Regions from separate parts of the Sus scrofa genome. Here all the other regions are linked to region 3. The links are chromatin contacts, called in public Hi-C and HiChIP or PLAC-seq maps. All regions are on one chromosome and are shown on one strand. The core of a region is the stretch at or near the end of the contact, and the rest is flanking DNA. Distances in the headings are between cores, read along the strand shown.

Region 1 (2,816 bases), core at 261-2,760, 260 kb before region 3:
GGGCTAGGGATCAAAGCTATGCCACATTAGTTGACCTGAGATGCTGCAGTGACAAGGACAGATCCTTAACCCACTGCACCCCAAGGAAACTCCCAAGATTTCCTTGGTTTGTGTGTGTGTATTCGCGTGCGTGTGTTTTCTAGGGCTGCACGTCCGGCATATGGAGGTTCCCAGACTAGGGGTCGAAATTGGAGTTGTAGCCGCCGGCCTACACCACAGCTCACAGCAATGCGGATCCTTAACCCACTGAGCAAGGCCAGAAATCGAACCTGAAACCTCACGGCTATTAGTCGGATTCATTTACGCTGCGCCGCAAGGGGAACTTCCCTATTTTTAATAGTTCTACTTTTAAGGCTAAATTACCTCATATGTATAAATATGTGAAAAACGTATAAATATGTCATAGAAAAAGAAACCAACTGTACTTCAACTTTTTTACAATTTTTTTTTTTTTAATGCCAAATCACACGAGTGCAACACTTAGAACCAGAGCCGCAGAGAGGTGGGCTATGCCCGAGGTGCTCACGTCGTACTACCTTGAAAAATGTTTGTGAACAGGTACGTCCAGGCCTGAATTTTAAAAGTTTACTTCAAGGCCTAATCAAAATAGATTAACCAGATATTCCATAGGTAGCAGACCTCTACTGGGCAACTGAGGGCTGTGCACCAGGCAGTGCCAGTCTACACTTGGCCGTCTCCAACGTGTGAGCATAAATTTAAACCTGTGGGACCAAGTGTGCCCGTCCCTGCTTGAATCTCTCCTGTGTGGTCACTAGGGGGTAAAACGACAGCGTGCTTCTCCGACCCCATCAGCATCGCTTCACCAAGACCTTTGACTACGGGAGGATTAAGCCACACCGTCCAAGCCACGAGCACACGTGTTCTTCCGAAAAAGAGAGCAGACTGGAAAGCAGTGCTGCCGCCCTCGCCAGAGTTCGAAATGTTTCATGCAGTAACTGAATAGGAAAAAGCACAGTATCTCCACAGCGCAAGTGTTACCCGTAAGCATTTACATGTAAAATTCACTTAAACAACAGACGCAAAACCCCCACCACAAAAAGTTTACCTACAAACCAGTAAAAAACTCGTCTATTTTTTGTACACTCTCAGTAAGCCTCGCATAAGCAAGGCCTCAAAAAATTGGGTAAAGACTCAGAATTGTTCCTCTCCACGGAAATCTTTAGTAAAAGGCGAAAGATTTATACGATCTGAAGAGAAACCAGAGTATGCTCACTTTGCCGAGCACACAGTCCTCGGGTAACTGTAAGTCCTAATTCAGCAATGGTAACTGTGTGTCCCCAAAGACCTAGTAAGTTATACCTTTGTCTCAGGCAATACTGTGAAAATATCATCATTTTCTGGAGCGGCAGGAGGAGGGGGAAGGCTAAAAGAAAAAGAAGAAGCCAGCCTTTAAAAATTGGAGAGAACCTTGTGCAATGCATTCTGGGTATGTAAATGAGGCTGAGTCACCGACCTCCCGTTTCTGGAAGTACCTTGGTTCATTAGTTTTCCTGCTGAGTTTAGAGCCACCACCGGGGGGCAGAGCAGAAACCAGATTGGCAGGAAGTAGAGACCGGGTCCAGACAAAGTCCGAGGGCAGGGAGGAGGTTTGGGGAGGGTTTGGTTTTGTTTTGTTTTGTTTTTTGTTTTTAGGGCTGCACCCATGGCATATGGAGGTTCCCAGGCTAGGGGTCGAATGGGAGCCGTAGCCCCGGCCACGCCAGATGGAACTGTATCCTGACCTACCCCACAGCTTGCATCTATGCCACACCTTGCATCTATGCCACACCTTGTGCCAACGCAGGATCCTTAACCCACTGAACAAGGCCAGGGATCCAAGGATCCAACCGCATTGTCGTGTATATAAGTAGGGTAGGGAGTTTCATGGTGGTCTAGCAGTTAGGGACTCAGCACTGTCACCTCTGTGGGTCGGGTCACTGCCGTGGTTCAGGTTCGATCCCTAACGTGGGAACTTCGGCATGCCATAGGCACAGCCAAAAAAAAAAAAAAAAAAAAAAGTGTGGATATTCTCTTGTAAAAACAAAACAGTTTTGTTGTGGTGTAGAGAGTTAATGATGCAGCGTGGCCACTGCAATGACCTGGGTTGGTGCTGTGGCTCGGGTTCAGTCCCTGACCCAGGAACTTCCACATGCCAAAAAACAAAATCCTTATGTATACAGTTGAAGCCTGCACCTGTACCTCCGCAATCCCATTTGCTCCCCCTTTGTTCAGCGATACCCGTTCTTCCACCCAACAATATCAGTCATGTGTTTGTAAAACTTGTGTAAATCTTATACCTTATCCATCCTTCTGTAACTTCCTTTTTAAAATTAACTGCATTTTCAAGATGTATTTGTGTTGGTATCTGTAAACCTAGTTCCAGTTCATCCATTTTATTTTCTGCGCAATATTCCATTGTTTGAGTATTACCACAATGCCTGGGACGTCCAGCAAAGGGACAGCTAGTGGCACTACTATTAAAAAATCTCTCCAGTCCCCATCTATTTTTTTTTAATTTTTTCAAACACAACAATGGGAGGAAAAAGTATGTATACATGTATGTGTAACTTGGTCCCCATGCTGTAGATGGAAAAATAAATAAATAAAAATTTTTTCATAAACTTTTTTTTTTTTTGGTCACACCTATGACATGTAGAAGTTCCCAGGCCAAGGATCGAGCCCTTGCTGTAGCAGTCACGATGCTGGATCCTTAACCTGCTGAACCACAAGGAGATTCCTATTCATTCAAGGTTTCTTAGACCTTTTCCTTGTGAAAACAAAAACAGGAATAAAGGAGTTCCTGTGTGGCTCAGCAG
Region 2 (2,700 bases), core at 101-2,600, 310 kb before region 3:
GAATGCGGGCTAAAGAATCTGGACCTGATTTATCCTGCGGGCAAGAAGGAGCCACTGAAGGGTTTTACACAGAACAGTGAGAAAATCAAACCTGGGCATTAGGAAGAATGCCATGGTGGCAGCGGAAAAGGCTGAGCTGCTGCTGGCTGTGCTAAGGGAGGTGTGAAGGCGTGTGGAGGAATGCACGTGTAGTTCAGGCTGGCGTGTGCTTCAAGGCTCCTCTACCGTAATTCCCCACCTGGGCTAAACTTTCCATGCCCTGGGCCCCTGATCCTACTCACACTGCCAGTGATCCAGACCTGCTCTATAGGCTACTGGTTTGGTGGTGCCTCCCCCACACCTTTCTGATAGGAAGGAAAAGGTTAATCACTAAACACACTCCGTGCCAGGCCCTCTGCTGGGTCCTTTACACAAATAATCTCACTTGCGCAACCAACAACCCTACGAGGGAGGTGACTATTGGTGCCTCGGTTTTGCAGATGAGGAAATCCAGGCAAAGAGCCGGAGGAAGACTGCCAGAGGTCACCCAGCTACTAAAGAGAGGAGTCAGGTGTGAACCACCTTCTACCTCCTGGCAGACACGGCGGTTAACCACTTCCAGGAGGAGTGGAGAGGGAGGGATGAAGGTGGGCTTCTGCAAAGACCTCGGGGAAAATGGTGGGACTAAAAAGGCCGGACCCCTAACAACAACAGCAGTGGGAATCCCGCCCCCCAAAAGTGGAATCAGGGGGGCCCCCGCCCTCGGCAGCCTTCAGCTACCAGGAGAGAAACCCGGGCAGGGACCGGAAAACTCCCACTAAACAGACGGTGAAAAGACCTCCAAGCTGGGTTGGGGGAGGTGGGCGGAGACGCAGTGAAGGGGCGGGGCTTGGACGCGGCGAACATTCTGGGGCGGGGCTGACTAGGGGGCGGGGCTCTCTGGCCGGACCAAGTCCAGGACCTGCGGGACCCCAGGAGCGGGTGGGCCGCGAGGGGGCGGGGCTGCAAGAGGGGCGGGGCCACAGCTGCGCTTGCTGCCCACGACTCGCTCCGTCACCTCCCCACGATCGGACCCAACCCCCGCTCCATACCCTGGCTCCGGCAGGACTGATCCGGGATCTCGATGGTGTAGTCCAGCTGGGCCGAGGCCATCGTGAAGCCGCGGGCCCTCAGCTCGGGCCTCTCGCCGGAACTCACGCTCGCAAGTCCGCGCCTCACCAGGGCGCCTCCTGGGCGCCGCCCAATCACCACCCACCTCCCTCGACGCTGCCCAATCCCTGAGCTGCGCTCTGTGACCTCCCGCCCTAGCAACCACCGAGTCTCTTTCAGAGCCTCTCGCTGCAACCGGCTAGCTCGGCCATAGCAACAGCGCCCCGCCCCACTCTATCCCTGGCCCACCGCCATTGGCTGACTCTCTTGATCTCGGTCAAGTATTGGCCAGCCAAGACGCCGGTCAGGAAGAGTCGCTACCGTCCTGCGTCGGTAAGAGTCTGCGGGAGAGCTGCTATGTTCTGGGGATGGGAAAGGTTTCCCGTCCCAACCGCGTGTTATCCTACGAAGGGGACAGCAGTGTCCTTTGAGTTACATTAGCTAGCTGCCTCTACTGTCTTCCACCAGCCGCAACTCCGAGGGCTGGAGGTAGAAAACCGTACAAAACGGCCAAAGGGGTGCGTGCTAGCCCATCCGCCCCCCCGGTGGATGGAGGCATATTTTGGCTGCTGGGTGGGTGGGATGCAGAGGAGGTGGTATCTCCTGGGAAGACTTTAGAGAATGTCCTGTTCGTGCGGGACAAAAGGGGTTAAGCAGTACAGTTTTCTTACATTTATTCCCGCACTTAAAAAATGTTTCCTGGAGTTCCCGTCATGGCGCAGTGGTTAACGAATCCGACTAGGAACCATGAGGTTGTGGGTTCCATCCCTGGCCTTGCTCAGTGGGTTAAGGATCCGTAGTTGCCGTGAGCTGTGGTGTGGGTTGCAGACGCGGCTCGGATCCCGAGTTGCTGTGGCTCTGGTGTAGGCGGGTGGCTAGAGCTCCGATTAGACCCCTAGCCTGGGAACCTCCCTATGCCGCGGGAGCGGCCCTAGAAAAGGCAAAAAGACAAAAAAAAATCCTGAGCACCTGTTTTGTAGGTGGACTCTAGTGAGGATTACATTTCTTGGCCTTGACTTCCATAAGTCTTGAGCAGGAGTCAACTGTAATTCTGTGCAAGGGATAAAATACTACATAAGAGTAGGCCCTAAGGATTTTAGCAGCTCAGGATAAAAAGGGGCATTTATGGCAGTGTGGATGCCTCTTAAGCTGGGCTTTGAAAGATGCTGGGAGATACGAATCCTTGCAGGACTCAGAGAGAGGAAAGTGAGAAGCTATACCAGGAATTATGAGCATCTCTGGACAGAAGAGAGACAATGGGAGAGCAACCTTGGAAGAACAGGTAGGCCCAGATCCTGGAAGGTCTTTGATGTCAAGCTCAGCTCTGAGCTTATGGGTAAATCTTACTGATGGAAAAATTTTCCAGTGCATTTACACCGATGAGCACAAGAGCTTAGACTTTATTCTGAGGACAATGGGGAGTCTGCAGGGCTTTAAGCAAAATAGTAACAATCAGATTTGTGTCTTTGTTTTTCTTGGCTATGCCTGTGGCATGTGAAAATTACCGGGGCTGGAATTGAACCTGCGCCACAGCAGTGACTCTATGGTGACAACACCGTATCCTTAACCTGC
Region 3 (2,864 bases), core at 223-2,722:
GGTTGGCCTGAGTCTGGTCTGTGGGGATTCAGGTTTGGCCCTGGCCGAGAGCTGAGAGCTCTGGATCTAGCAAGATGTGACTCCTTCCCGCTCGGGGTGGAGGAGTCCCAGCACCCACCGTGTAGGAGGAAACGTCTATGCTCTCCACATACTGCTTCACGCTACCCAGGTTCTCATCCTCCTTGCCCAGGTGGTCGTACAAGAAGTGGATAAGGTCCTCGTCGCATTCGTAGGTCCACGTCGGGGGCACGTAGCTAAGCAACCCCAAGCCCCTAATTAGGACGGGCGCAGGCCTGGAGGGCCTTCCTCCCCGTCCCACCCAGCTCACTCACAGTAGCCTTTGTACAGCTTCTGTGTATGCCTTGGCCGGCTGAGGCTTTGATCCCAGGCGATGCGAGTATGTCAGGTCCACCACCTGTTCCCATCTGTGCGCACAGAACGGGATACGCGGTTGGGGAGGCATCAGCAGGTAGCGAGAGAGCAGGTAGCAGGAGACCCTGGAGCCTTCTCCAGAGCTCTAGCTCCTCCAAACCACGCCTCCATGAGCCCCACCCCAGCTCCCTTCAGGTCCCGCCCCTTCCTGCTCTAAACCCCGACTGGGCTCCGGAGGCGCCGCCCGGCGGTGCCAGACCCGGAGCCGGCCTTCCCACAGCAAGCCCCGCCCCTTTCCCGTGCGGGACCTGAGCACCGGGCGGTAGTCCACTCCGAAGAGCTGCTGCTGCCGCTGGAGGTGGTCGGGAGTGTCGATGGGTACGAGGCGGGCCCCGCCCTCCGCCGGGCGGCACACCAGCAGCCAGCCTTCGTCCAGCCCGCAGTCGCCTAGGTGTTCTGCCAGCTGCTCCTGCCGGGACCAGCCGGATGGGAACAGTTGTCAGCGGCCTGCCTGCCCAGCCCAGGGCAAAGGGCACCGAACGCAATGCCCGCTCGGTGTGGGGGAAGGGAGAGGCGCAGCCAAGGACTTCCCTGGCCCCGGGGTCTCTCGCACCTTGGTCAGCTTCACCCAGAGCCCGTGGCCGTTGCACAGCTCCTCGCCCGTGGTGCGCACGCAGGCACCGCGCCGGAGCTCGATGCTGTCACGGGCGGCACGGAGGGGCCCGGAACCGGTACCGGGGGCCGGGCCCGCGGCTCCCACACGCAGCCCCAGGCCCTCCGCCTCCCACACGGGCAACAGCACGCGCGACGGTCCCGCCGGGTCCTTGTAAAGCTTGTAGAGCACCTCGCGCGGCACGAAAGCCAGAGCCGCCGGCAGCGGCCGCCCGGCGCGGAGGCTTTTCGCTGCTTCTGCCAGGAAGCGCACGCGGCCCAGCAGTTGCCGCGGGGACTCCAGAGCCGCGCCCGGGCCCGGCCCCGCCATAGCGAATTGTCCCGGGGAAACCCAGAGGCGAGGCGGCCCCAGGAGCGGCGGCCGGGAACGCGGACCGGGCTTCCCACCACGCGCGGCCCCGCCTTCCGTCAGCCTTCGCCGTATGTTCTGGACTAAGAGCGCCTCAGAGTCCCGCCGTATTGCTCTGTGTACTCAGGTCCTCAATGGTGTTACCTACTTCTGTGCTGCTTCTTCAGCCAGTGAGACCCAAGTTCAGTAGTTTCTGCTAGATCTGTCTACCCCCGCAATCCCCATTGCTACCACCATTTTATCCCCACCGCTGTTATCCTCATTCAAGCCCCGTCCTATCTAGCCTGGGTCATTGCAACAGCTATTTCTTTCTCAGATCCTCCAGCCTCTCGTTTTGCCTCCTCGCTCCAGTGAGCCACACTACAACCAGAATCCTTTTTTTTTTCCTTTATGGCCCCAGCTGTGGCATATGGACGTTCCCGGACTAGGGATCGAATCAGAGCTGCAGCTGCCGGCCTAAGCCACAGCACTGCCAGATCTGAGCCGGATCTGCAACCTGCACCACAGTTCACAGCAACGCCGGATCCTTAACCTACTGAGCATGGCCAGAGATCCAACTCCTGTCCTCCTAGTACTAGTCCTCCTAGTCCGCGTACTAGTCAGACTCATTACCACTGAGCCACGATGGAACTCCAACAGGAAGAATCCTTACAAATCTCAGGCTCTCACCCCAGGGGCAGTGCGGCTAAAATGTTTGGGAAATGACCCTTTCCACAGTCCCACAGTCCAGCTGCTGACAGGAGTCTTGAGTCATTCGGGCTTGATCCTGGTGGCTACTCCTAATCCCAGGGCATGGGTGATCATTATCCACTTTCCTCCAGTGCTTCTGAGCCAGATAAGAGGAAAGACCAAGATGGGGGCCAAGGAGGCAACCGACCAACCAACCAAAAAGGGCAGGGGCCGCTGGTGATGCGCAGTCACGGAAGAAAAGGAAACTGTCCTCCTACCCCACCCACTTTTCAAAAGTTTACAGACCACATGATGCGCATGTCTAAAAGGCACAATTCTGGAGTTCCCACTGTGGCTCAGCAGCAACAAACCCGAATGGTGTCCATGAAGATTCGGGTTCGATCCCTGACCTCACTCGGTGGGTTAAGGGTCCGGCAGTGCTGTGAGCTGTGGCTTCCGGGGGCAGCTCTGATTCCACCTGGGAGCTTCCAAATGCTGCACGTGTGGCTCTAAAATAGCAAAAAAAAAAAGTACAATTCAATAGGTTTTGATGTGTTAAATTTTAAAAAAAGAGATAAAATTATATAACAAAATTTGCCATCTTAACCGATTTTTAAAGTGTACAATTATCTATTTCTGAAACTTTTTCATCAACCCAAGCAGAAATTCTGTACCCTTTAAGCAGTAACTCCTCATTGCCCTCATTCCCCAGCCCCTGGTAAACTCTGATCCACTTTTTGCCTCCATGAATTTGCCTATTCTAGATACTTAATATTAGCGGAACCATACAGTATTGTCCTTA
Region 4 (2,913 bases), core at 395-2,894, 470 kb after region 3:
GTCTCACCTGAGCCTGGGATTGAAGATGGGATTGAAGAATAGTAACTTCAGCCCAAAGAGAAGATGCATTATGGACCTCAGCCCAAATCAGCCTCTCTGGGACAATGGCAATCTCTAGAGCCCAAGGCTGTTGAGCTTGGACTCCTGTCTAGGAAGGCAAGTGACGAGGGGAAATCCGAGTCCCAGCCAGGTCTCCTGCAGAAGGAATAAGGCAAAGTCAGTGCAAAGTCTATTAGAGGGAGGGGGAGGACTGATGTTTGCTCAGGAAAGGAAAAAGCTGAATTTGTAAGGAATAGTGGTACAGGCACCAATAAAAGGCAGATCCTGGAAAGAGAAAAGGCTGGCGGGTAAGTAGGAAAAGGAACAATACTTACCTGCGGTGGAGACCCCAAAGGAATACAGCTGCTGCTACAAAACAAAGAAGGGCACAGGCCAATGAGTTCTTGGTGTTCCTTAACCCACTACCTTAATCCGGGGGCAGGGGCCTCAGGTGCCCCCTCGTCTTAATCCTGGCCACATTTCCGTCAGTAGCTTTTTTTTTTTTTTTTTTTTTGGTCTTTTCTAGGGGCCACTCCCTCGGCATATGGATGTTCCCAGGCTAGGGGCCGAATCGGAGCAATAGCTGCCGGCCTACACCACAACCACAGCAACTCGGGATCCGAGCTACACCACAGCTCAGGGCAACGCTGGATCGTTAACCCACTGAGCGGGGCCAGGGATGGAACCCGCAACCTCATGGTCGGATTCGTTAACCACCGAGCCAGGACAGGAACTCCCGGTCAGTAGCATTGAGAAGCGTGTCGAGCTGCTCAAAGTCTGGTTCCTTCTCATAGCCTGAGGCAGTGGTCTGGGTCCCTAGAGCCTTACGCCCTTGCTCTCCCAACCCGGGACATCCGAGGCAAAGCCCGGGAAAGGCCAGAACGTCAGCTCGAAAGAGATGAGTGGGTACGCAATACTAAAAGTAAGGATGCTGGAGTTCCCATCGTGGCGCAGCGGTTAACGAATCCGACTAGGAACCATGAGGTTGCGGGTTCGGTCCCTGCCCTTGCTCAGTGGGTTAAGGATCCGGCGTTGCCGTGGGCTGTGGTGTAGGTTGCAGACACGGCTCGGATCCCGCGTTGCTGTGGCTCTGGCGTAGGCCAGGGGCTACAGCTCCGATTAGACCCCTAGCCTGGGAACCTCCATATGCCGCGGGAGTGGCCCAAAAAAAATAGCAAAAAGACAAAAATAATGATAATAATAAAAAATAAAATAAAAAAATAAAAGTAAGGATGCAATATTAGACCAAAATTAAGCCTCAGGGACTCGTCAGGGGAGCAGCGTCCTTGGGGAACTGGGGTACAAGAGGGTTACCCTGATACAGATACCAGGGGGGAGTTGAAGATGCTGAATCTTGGTCGAGACCTCCGCAGACGCAGGACACTGGCGCGATTACACCGAATCTAAGGCAGCGACTCCTGCCGCCACCCTGTTCGAACCTATGACACTCCGGGAAAGCCAGACTTTGGACTGGCCTCCGCGGCGCCGATTGGGAAACTGAGTTCGCCCCACACGGAGACAACCGGCAGCAGAAGAAGGCTGCCAAGCTACATTTTTCTGGAAGCGTTTAACACGCGCATTAGCACATACACACACCCCCACCATGCCGCGAAACAGTCTTTCTGATTTTGTAGCCGCCGCGTCTAAGGACCAAATGAACTACGTGTCCCAGGATGCATCGCGCAGAGCCAACGATGTTCCGCTGCAGATCCAGTAGCTCTTGGGAAATGGAGTTCAAGCTACCTCGACGTTTAACGGCCCGCGTTGGCCTTCAAACTCCATTTCCCAGCAGGCTCAGCGTGTAGCGTGCGCTATGGAGCCCCATGTCGCAGAGCTGAAGCAGAGGATTGAGGACACGTTATGCCCTTTTGGCTTCGAAATTTACCCCTTCCAGGTTGGTTTATCCCTACCGCGGTGCTAGGGCAAAACGTATGATTAGCCTCGGTGCCACTGGCCTCTATTCTTTCCCGAGCTCCCCCGGCCGCGTGTCCGTCTGACCTACCGGGAGAGGGTGTCAACGGGCGCTTAAGTTCAAAGGGTAGAGAAGCGTTGCACGTTTGTCCTTTTACCCTCATATATTGCCGGACTGATGAGCAGGAGACACCACATGATCAGTAACCTTGTGGCCTTGTCACCTACGCAGTTTACATAGGGGCCAGAGTCACTTTGGAAGCTTCCCGAAGGAGTTAGGAGAGGGCAACGTCTGAAAGATTTGCATGGCTAGAATTTAGGTCATCTCATGAGGGAAGGACATTCCTGGGGTTGAACAAGCAAATGATTGGCTGGTCTGTCCCATCTACCAACCAAAGGAGGGATTCATGAAGTTGCCAATTACTAGGACCCGTCTGAGTACAGAGACTGCATACTTACCTGACACACAAGTCTAGCATCACCACCTACCGTTTTGCACATAGGTCCATTTCCCCATATCCATTGCCTCCTGCACTGAGCCCTCTGCTTGGAAACAAAGCTGATTAAACTCAGCTTGAGCCTTTTGCCTGATGCTTAAGAGGCAGCCCACTCCCACAACCTTCCAATGAGTGGCCCCTAAGCAGTGCTGGGTAATGATATAGAGGAAGAGGTAGGTTGGGTTTAGAGTGAGAGAGCCTTCTCTGAAACAGTGGAGTTGAGCTGTATATGAAAAAATAGATTGGAAGGAAGGACAGTTATATACATCGCAAATGTCAGGAATAGCTTGAGTAAAGGTGTGGAGGTAGTAGTGGTGGCTGGCAGGTATGGGGGAGAGTGGGGATGCGTATCTGGTGTGATCAGGCAGGCCTGGGTGGTGGGGGCTGTGGTATTGAACTGTGCCATCTATAGTCCTGCCAGTCATCCTAGGCTCCTCCATCTCTCACCTCCCCAACCCTACATCCA

The links. A called contact is a pair of places that touch in the nucleus more often than the background predicts. HiChIP or PLAC-seq counts read pairs in DNA pulled down with a chosen protein or histone mark.
Region 1: a contact with region 3 is called in a Hi-C map of skeletal muscle, with 2.8 times the contacts expected there. The contact joins the enhancer-like site here to the promoter of HECTD3 in region 3. A contact is called at or near these places in 4 of 47 Hi-C or Micro-C datasets (embryonic fibroblasts, heart right ventricle and skeletal muscle) and 1 of 2 datasets of contacts at active chromatin or transcription factors (alveolar macrophages).
Region 2: an H3K27ac HiChIP or PLAC-seq map of alveolar macrophages shows a contact between it and region 3. The contact joins the promoter of TMEM53 here to the promoter of HECTD3 in region 3. A contact is called at or near these places in 1 of 47 Hi-C or Micro-C datasets (liver) and 1 of 2 datasets of contacts at active chromatin or transcription factors (alveolar macrophages).
Region 4: a Hi-C map of liver shows a contact between it and region 3, with 4 times the contacts expected there. The contact joins the promoter of LOC110261410 here to the promoter of HECTD3 in region 3. A contact is called at or near these places in 3 of 5 promoter capture datasets (fetal liver, fetal skeletal muscle and liver), 11 of 47 Hi-C or Micro-C datasets (alveolar macrophages, epiblast stem cells, heart right ventricle and 5 more) and 1 of 2 datasets of contacts at active chromatin or transcription factors (skeletal muscle).

Annotation. Positions count from the first base shown.
Region 1 is chr6:166,588,200-166,591,015 of Sscrofa11.1, reverse strand. C6H1orf228 reads left to right here. Exons shown (of 18, transcript XM_021096783.1): 13 at 777-1,447. The coding sequence ends at 964. Among named protein-coding and RNA genes, the nearest start is that of KIF2C, 12 kb to the right of the region's middle. Within about 2 kb of position 1,510, at least 69 of the 83 cell types and tissues checked have an H3K27ac peak or open chromatin away from gene starts, as enhancers often do. A contact at or near this core is called in alveolar macrophages, embryonic fibroblasts and skeletal muscle, where this site is marked.
Region 2 is chr6:166,643,753-166,646,452 of Sscrofa11.1, reverse strand. TMEM53 (transmembrane protein 53) reads right to left here and starts at 1,350. Exons shown (of 3, transcript XM_003482099.4): 1 at 1,071-1,350. The coding sequence starts at 1,131. C6H1orf228 reads left to right here and starts at 1,452. Exons shown (of 18, transcript XM_021096783.1): 1 at 1,452-1,646; 2 at 2,318-2,410.
Region 3 is chr6:166,331,892-166,334,755 of Sscrofa11.1, reverse strand. HECTD3 (E3 ubiquitin-protein ligase HECTD3) reads right to left here and starts at 1,472. Exons shown (of 21, transcript XM_021096755.1): 1 at 986-1,472; 2 at 681-841; 3 at 333-425; 4 at 119-254. The coding sequence starts at 1,354.
Region 4 is chr6:165,864,597-165,867,509 of Sscrofa11.1, reverse strand. It overlaps LOC110261410, which reads right to left and starts at 1,644. Exons shown (of 9, transcript XM_021097629.1): 1 at 1,479-1,644; 2 at 375-408; 3 at 8-45. The coding sequence starts at 1,644. It overlaps MMACHC (methylmalonic aciduria (cobalamin deficiency) cblC type, with homocystinuria), which reads left to right and starts at 1,836. Exons shown (of 4, transcript NM_001244776.1): 1 at 1,836-1,933. The coding sequence starts at 1,853.